Linked DNA regions of Hordeum vulgare: region 2 is linked to region 1. The links are chromatin contacts, called in public Hi-C maps. All regions are on one chromosome and are shown on one strand. The core of a region is the stretch at or near the end of the contact, and the rest is flanking DNA. Distances in the headings are between cores, read along the strand shown.

Region 1 (3,839 bases), core at 492-2,991:
GCGAGTTGCCGCCGACGTCGAGCACCTGGAGGCTCGCCAGGCCGCGCATGTCAGGGAGGTTCCCGGAGAGGTTGTTGGAGGCGAGCACGAGCGACCGCAGCGACGGCGTCCTCCCGAGCGACTCCGGCACGGCGCCGGCCAGCGAGTTGTTCCGCAGGCTGAGCACGGCCAAAGCAGGCAGCGCGGTGCCGATCCAGCCCGGCACCTCGCCGCCGATCATGTTGTCGTCGAGGATGAGCGTCTGCAGGCCCTGCAGCCGCGAGAGGCCCCTCGGGATGGGCCCGTAGAGGTAGTTGCGGCTCATGTTGACGATCTCCAGCCCGGCGAGCCGCTCCAGCTTCCCCGGCAAGGGGCCCCAGAGGCCGAGGCCGGAGAGCGTGAGCACCTTGAGGTCGGGGAGCCTGGACAGCGTGGTGACCAGTGCGCCAAGCGAAAAGTTGAGCGGGAGCGGCGGCGCGCCGCCCGCGTCCCCGACGACGTGGAGCTGCGTGACGGTGTCCCCGTAGCAGACGACGGAGGCGGAGGGGGCGACGGTGCCGGCGCCGGCGCAGAAGTCGGTGGTGCGGCGCCAGTGCCGGAGCACCGGCGGCCGGCCCAGCAGCTGCTGCACCTTGAGCAGAGTCCACGTCTGGGACGCCTGCAGCAGCGGCGCGCCCCCCGGGAGCAGCACCGCCAAGAAGACCAACGCCAGCAGACGGCTCGCACCAGTTGCCGCCATTGCCGGCGAAGACGATTCCTTCGATCGGCAAGAACTGGCGGAGCAAAAAGATGATGGGATTAAGAATGTGTACTGCACAAGGCAACCTCCTTTGGCGATTCCTTTCCGGCTTTCGTGATCGAGGACTGTACCGGCAGCAGCTGTGGAATCGAGCTTTTGATTGTGGGTTGCGGGTACAGGGAGAATTCAGAGGCCTGGATGTAAAGCGGCAAAGCCGCCTGAGCGACAGGTACTCGTGAGTGGTGACCGGACAACAACAACAACAACAATGTGCAGAAGCAGAATGGCGTCCAGACTAATGTCTCATGGAGATTTTGTTGGCGTTAGAGACTAGACTAGACTATTGCTTTCGTCCCATGCATGATGTATCCCCACCCAGCATTAGCACCAGCAGAGAACCCTGATGCAGAGTGCAGAGTGCAACAACCTTACAATATATACTTGCTTATCAACCGGGGAAAAGAGACACAAACAAGGATCGGCGTGCTGAGCTACCACTTTGCGCAAAAACTACATGGTATACTTAACAGAAACTAACAAAAACAAGCTGAATTCCCTTACCTCTGCAGTCACTGAAGCAGCAGCAGCAGCAACTTCTGCTGTAGTAGATCACTGATGAACTCTGTGTTTCTTATTGCGTTTTGGCTGTCATGCATGCATACACCCACGATACACGTTGATGCTCCTGGTGCGAGTGAGTGAGTGAGTGAGTGGGTTGTCCTGTGAGCTATGGTACTGGTGCAGCAACTTGTAGCTGCTGCATGCGGTGGAGATTGGTACCGTTCACGGGGGCGCGGCGGAGGCGCGAGGGAACCGGGAACCCGGAGCAACGGACAGGTGGTGCCTGAGCTGGAAGGCTGGGGCAGGCAACGGACGACAGCAAGCATCAGTCCGGCGCTATCCTTTTCCCCCTCTCTCCCACCATCTACCTCTTGTCTGTTTATATATACAGTACCGGCTAGGCTACTAGTATAATCCTTGCTTGCTTTCTTGGGATCAGATTTTGGTCTCTACCGGTTTCCGAGCATGAGTAGAGCAGGATATGGTGATGCTTTATGTCTCGAGCTTCTTTACACAACTTTGCTGATTAAGAGGGACGTGACAGGCCTTCACTACATGAACAGTGCTGCCAATTCGCCATGCTTGGGGTTTGTTAAATGTTAATGATGCCTCACACCCTGGAAATTGCATAAGTTTGAAATCCAAAATTCATGAAAATTTACATTTTTACATTTCAAAAAATTCTGGAAACAAATACAGAGATAAGGGAGGGCGTAACACACATGTGTGTAAATTTTCAGAAAAAAAATACGTTAAAATGAGGCCTGTACAGAAAAGATAAATATGAAACTTTTTAACACATGGTACTATTCATCGTCCTAGGTCATGAATTTATCTTTTCTGTGCAGATCGTATTTTAAAATATATCATCCTAAAAATTTACGCACATACATATAACGTCCTTCTTTAGTTGCATATTTTTTTTAGATTTTTCTGAAACCAAAAAGTTTAAGATATGATTTTTTTTAAAGTTTCGAGCTTCATGAAGCTCGGCCTCCAAACGTCCGTTCTCCCTCACACCGAACTACAAATACTTTGCCGGTTCTGGCCTTGTGGGGGGCAGAAGTAGCCGTTGGTACAACGATGATGCTATTATTGCACGGTAACCGTCTCTAAGCCGTATGATGCCCCTTGGAATGGGCCTTTTTCTAAAGTGATGAGTACCCCTCCATCACCATGTATACGACCACCCCCTTTTCGCACCTACTGCTGGCTCCTGTGATCAAGTATCATCAACATGGCTCGCTTCTTTTTCTTGCTTTACCCCTGGATTCGTTGGTTCTTTCCTTCCCTTTCGGTAGACTACTTTTACTTGTAGTACAAGAGGCCACTTGATTTCATGGTTTCCTCTCTGCTTTGGTTAAAGATAAGGTGGCAGGACCGCAGGAGATCAAAGAATGCCCTCCATTCCTGGCACTGGCATGTAAGAAAGGTTCTTGTGTTAAAGAAGAGGTGAACAACACGGAATGCAAGGGAGGCACCACAAGTTTTCTTTTTCACTGATAAGGGCAACTCTAACAGGGAGACCCAAACTGACACGAATTTTGTCCGAATTTTATCCGTTTGTGTCACCCGTCCGCCTAGTGGACAAGATGCGGACACGGGCGATCGGTGGACGAACCCAACGCACGAGATGCATGTTAGGAAAGCAACTTATATGTATTGAAGGCCCAAGGGACATATATATATTACACATGACTTGAGATGCAAAGAAAGTAAACATAGACTAATAGTGACTCCTAGACTAATACTAATAGACTAATAAGGACTCCTAGACTAATACTAATACTTCCTAACACCCCCCTAAAATGCAAAGCATATGCAATAGCATTGCATTTGAAGAAGTGTAATACTTAAAAACAATGATAATCCAAATCCGTGTTTTGAGAGTGTCGTCGTAGCATGAAGAGTCTTCAAAACTTTTCGAGTCACCGATGGAGATAACGAAGAGATGGCCAGGGGCGGATCCACGTATTTGGCAAGGTTTGGCAGCTGCCATACCTAAAGTTTTGCTCAAATACTGGGTATTTGCAGTATACAGTTGAAAGTTTTATATTTGAGTTGTTTCGTTGTCGTTGGACATGGGTGCAGTTGAAGAAACGGAAATAATCGGACGGGAAAAGAAGCTGGCCTGGTAGGTGATTGTGCGTGATTACCGTGACGGGCCTCGTGAGTGCTGGATTGGTGGGCCTCATACCTGATTTTCTTAAAGAAAAAGAGTTGAATTCCTGCTGGACATGGTCAGTTGGGTAATTTATTTGTTTCCTCTGGCTGCACTGATTTCGTTACAGATTTAAATACGTCGAATTTTCGCCAAAGTGTGAGCCACTAGCAGCTCGAACTCAATTTCTTTTTTTCTCAAAGTTTCCTCATTCTTTTTTTTTTGCGAAGATTTCAAAGTTTCCTCTTGCCTTTCATGATCTTCAATGCATTGCATAAATTTCTGATCAATTATCCATATAATATTCATTTAGTAAGGTATTTTGAGTGTCTACTTTCTAACTTTTACATTGTCAAATTATATTGTACTTATTGAACACAAAATAATAGTAATTTAATG
Region 2 (3,839 bases), core at 849-3,348, 330 kb before region 1:
TGAAAAGATTGTATTTGTCGCCTGTAAGTTCACGTAGCTGCTGCTGAAGTTTTCCAAAGATTTCCTCTCTGTCCCCTCGGAGATTCCCAACAAAAAGGACTCCTTCCCCAAGATCACCAAAGGGTTCTTCTCTTGTCAACCAGAATGTTGTGTAGCCAAAAAACTTTTCCTTAATAGCCTTGACATCAACTGGATCAACCTTTTCTGGGCCTAGGAGTTCCAATAACTTAACTGTATCAATATTATCCACACTGAAGCTCAAAAGAGGAGGCTCGCTTGATACACCAGGAGTCTGAGCAAATGGATATGTTATAAAATATGTTTGAGATAAGAAAATTATCCAAGCTTACTGAAAGAATTCTGAAATTTGGTGAGTAAGTTCTAACAGGTTTAAACTGCTATGGCGGTATTCATAAAAGAATAGAGAACTAATAGCTGTAGTGATATGATGCACTCATTACTGAGTACAGCAGAGATAGGACGAGATTCATCATTTAGGTAAAATTTCATCTAACAACCTGACATGCAGTACCAAAGTATACAATGAAGGATAGTAAATACCATAGCGCTAGGCTTTGAAAACCCGAACAAGCACAATGTGGTAACATCCCTTCACTTTTGGTAACTAGATGTCGCGCCTGCCATATCAACATTAAGATAGTGCCTCTGCTCAAGAACATAGGACGTTTTGAATATCACTATAGTCTCAACATGTAAATTTGACCATGACTTCCTTTTAATGACCGATTCATACTTGCACATGCATGGCTTAATCTTTGAGACAAGCATATGACCACTGGCAGGATCAACCAGGTAGCATGTCCTCGGTGACGTCCAGCGTCGGGAGTTGTCTTGCCCTTCCACTTGCGTGGAAGAGCAAAGGCAACAGCCGGGCCGGTTGTCGCTGTTGAGCGGGCATAGTTCATCCTCCCTGAGGATCGACACAGAGAGTTGCGTATCCTACCATGTAACTGTGGAGAGGTAGAGGCAACACTTGTTCCGGTTATTCTCAGTTCCGAGAGCTTTTGGTCGGGTCAAGGCAGCCAATAGGGCCACGAGCCTTTATTGTGAGCAGCATCCGAGACCAACAGCGTGAGCAAGGTTGCCTTGATAGCAGCAGGCACATTACATGCCAGCGCCACGAGGCAACGCCGCAAGCACTATTCAGGCAGGTTTTAGGGTTTTGGGTGGTAGCTGCAACTGCATATTTATTATGTTCTGAGATATTTTTTTGTGACAACTCTAACAATGTCTATATAATCAAAAATAGTCATCCATGTCATCGTGGTCCAAGATAGAAGTTTGGCTACACTGGATGCTTTCTAAAGCGTCGTACATATCTGACTTAAGGAATTAATTACTTTACTAGTATTGTCAATACTAACACTACATTATAATCACTGATCACAATGATCATTCAGGAATTCAATTCCCCATTTAAAAATTGAGTAAATGAAGGATGGTACTTATTGTGCATCCAATGATCACATCCCGCCTCTAATTGCACACAGTTCTATCTCTCAATCCAGCAGAATGGGCTAGAAAAATACTCCTAAATCAGCAAGCTGTTCAGTCCAACAATGTTTAGCACACGAAATGGCCAATGACTTAAATTGCTCATACCGCAGAGGACGGCGACGATGAGGAGGAGAAGCTCCCCGACCGGCTCCGCTCCGAGCCCAGCTCCTCCGCGGCCCCCACCTTGGCTTCCACCGACGCTGCGGCCTCCTCCTCGCCCCGCTTCTCCCCGTCCTCTCCGCCTCCGCCGCCCTCGTCGACGGAGAAGCGCCGCATCCGGTCGCACCGCCTCAGGGGCCTCCAGTCCAGGTAGGCGCCCCGCGGGCACCCCCACCGCGAGGAGGCCACGGGCCTGGGCCTGGGGAAGCGGACGCGGGCCGCGGCGGTGAGGTGGACGAGGGGCGAGCTCGCGAGCGCCGCGGCGGCGGCCGCCATGGCGGGGCGCGCAGTGTGGTGGAGCGCCGCTGAGCTTGGCGGTGCGGTGGTCGGGGGCGTGAGAGCCCCGGCGGAGTGAGAGGAGCGGTGGGAGAGGAGAGGAAGGATAGGGTGCGGTGCACGGGGAAGAGAGAGAGTGTGGAGGAGCTGGATTGGTAGCTGAGCAGAGCTGGCGGCGCTTTCCTGGGCCAGACCGTCGATCAGTCCACGAAAATATCCTGAAAAATAAAATCTTATCTTCGGCCGTCCGGCCTGATACTCCACGCGCCGAGCCGGCCCATTAGGTTCCAGTTTTACTGGTTTCCTTTTTTTCTCCTTCAATCTTTCATTAAGTCTGCAAATTCACTAATTAAAAGTATTTCTTTTAAAGATCACTCTCACCTTCTCAGGATGCAACAAGTGGTGTATTGCATGTGCGTTACTTATCGCAATCTAGAAGTTTTTCATTTTCTCATAGATCTGTATTTTTAAAACGTTTTATTTCTTAAATCGTGTGTCTAAATCTTGAACCGTTTTCATCATTGGGTTCTTCATGTAGAGATCTTTAAAAATGGATGCCTCGTTGATAGATTTTTGACAAACTTTTTTTCACAAAAAGTTCTGAACGAAAAAACCAGACAAAAAACCATGCTCTCACGATAGAAAGAAAAAACAAAAACACGTTTCCGTTTCGTTTTCGAGAGACGCGGTCGTGCCTCTGAAGTCTAAACCGTGTCTCTCGCAGAAGCAATTCCATACCTCTCACGAAAAAACAAAAAACATTTTTTGTTTTCGAGAGTCATGACCGTGCCTCTCGCGAAAAAAACACAAAAAACATATTTTTTTCGTTTCCGAGAGGCACGCCTGTGCCTCTCTTAAAAGCCAAAATCGTGCCTCTCGTGGAAGCAAAATCATGTCTCTCATAAAAAAAACTGGAAGCACATCTTTTTTTGTTTCCAAGAGGCACGATCGTGCCTCTCGTGAAAATAAAACCATGCCTCTCGCGTAAACAAAACCGTGCCTCTCACAAAAAATATATGAAACACATTTGTTCATTTCCGAGGACCATAGCAAAATCAAAATGCCTCTCGCAGAAAAAGCGCGTTTTCTCGCAATTTTTTAATTCTTTTTTTTTGGAAAATGATTGTCCTCAGCCGACGGATAATTGCGGTGCATCCACCACCTCTATTGCTCACCATGTGTCCTCAGCAGGAAGGCAAGTGCAGGCACATGTTTAAGCAACAACAACATTGTTGCAATATTGATTGTGATAGTTTTGTTTTGTAAAAATGTAATCCTGCAACAAGTAGATTGCTGGAAAAAAACGCAACAAGAGGTTTATTGCAAAAAAATAATAATTCTGCAACCAAACGTCTTTTGCAAAAAAAATCGCAACTAACTAGGAGGATGTCCGAGAAGGTGTGCTCGGGCAGCTCTGAGGCACGCATCCACCGAACTCAAGACATTGAACTCGTGTTCAGAAAATTCGGGATGGCGCAGTGATTCTTTTCGACGACGGTGGTTCATCACACTCTCGACTTCAGAGTTAGTATCCGAAACCTCGTTGTGATCCTTGGGAGGCTGATTTGCAGAAGGGGCGTTCGCATTACCCTCTATTGTTGATAAGGATGTCGTGTTCGGTTCCTATGTAAAATGGCAACATGTGTTGATTTGTGCCACTGATCGAAAAACAATGCTTATAGTAAACTCGTTACCTCTTGGAAGGGGGAGCGGTCGAAGTGTCTCCTGTGGGTACTCCGTGTTTAGAGAACTTGCCATTGTTCGACATGGTTTCAATGGACTCTGTGTTGACAGGTGTTCGGCGCGTGGAGCGATGACCCGTTGGGGGGGTCGGAGTTGCTGTTGTAGTAGGCGCGCGCCCTTTTCGGGAAGAATTTTTCTTTTTA

Evidence for each region. A called contact is a pair of places that touch in the nucleus more often than the background predicts.
Region 2: a contact with region 1 is called in a Hi-C map of leaf, with 2.8 times the contacts expected there. The contact joins the promoter of LOC123452626 here to the promoter of LOC123452621 in region 1. A contact is called at or near these places in 3 of 6 Hi-C or Micro-C datasets (leaf and seedling) and 1 of 1 datasets of contacts at active chromatin or transcription factors (embryo).

What each region holds. Positions count from the first base shown.
Region 1 is chr5H:543,836,736-543,840,574 of MorexV3_pseudomolecules_assembly, reverse strand. LOC123452621 (probable inactive leucine-rich repeat receptor-like protein kinase At3g03770) reads right to left here and starts at 1,741. Exons shown (of 8, transcript XM_045129312.1): 1 at 1,280-1,741; 2 at 1-752. The coding sequence starts at 718.
Region 2 is chr5H:544,163,544-544,167,382 of MorexV3_pseudomolecules_assembly, reverse strand. LOC123452626 (probable zinc metalloprotease EGY1, chloroplastic) reads right to left here and starts at 2,098. Exons shown (of 10, transcript XM_045129321.1): 1 at 1,624-2,098; 2 at 1-292. The coding sequence starts at 1,953.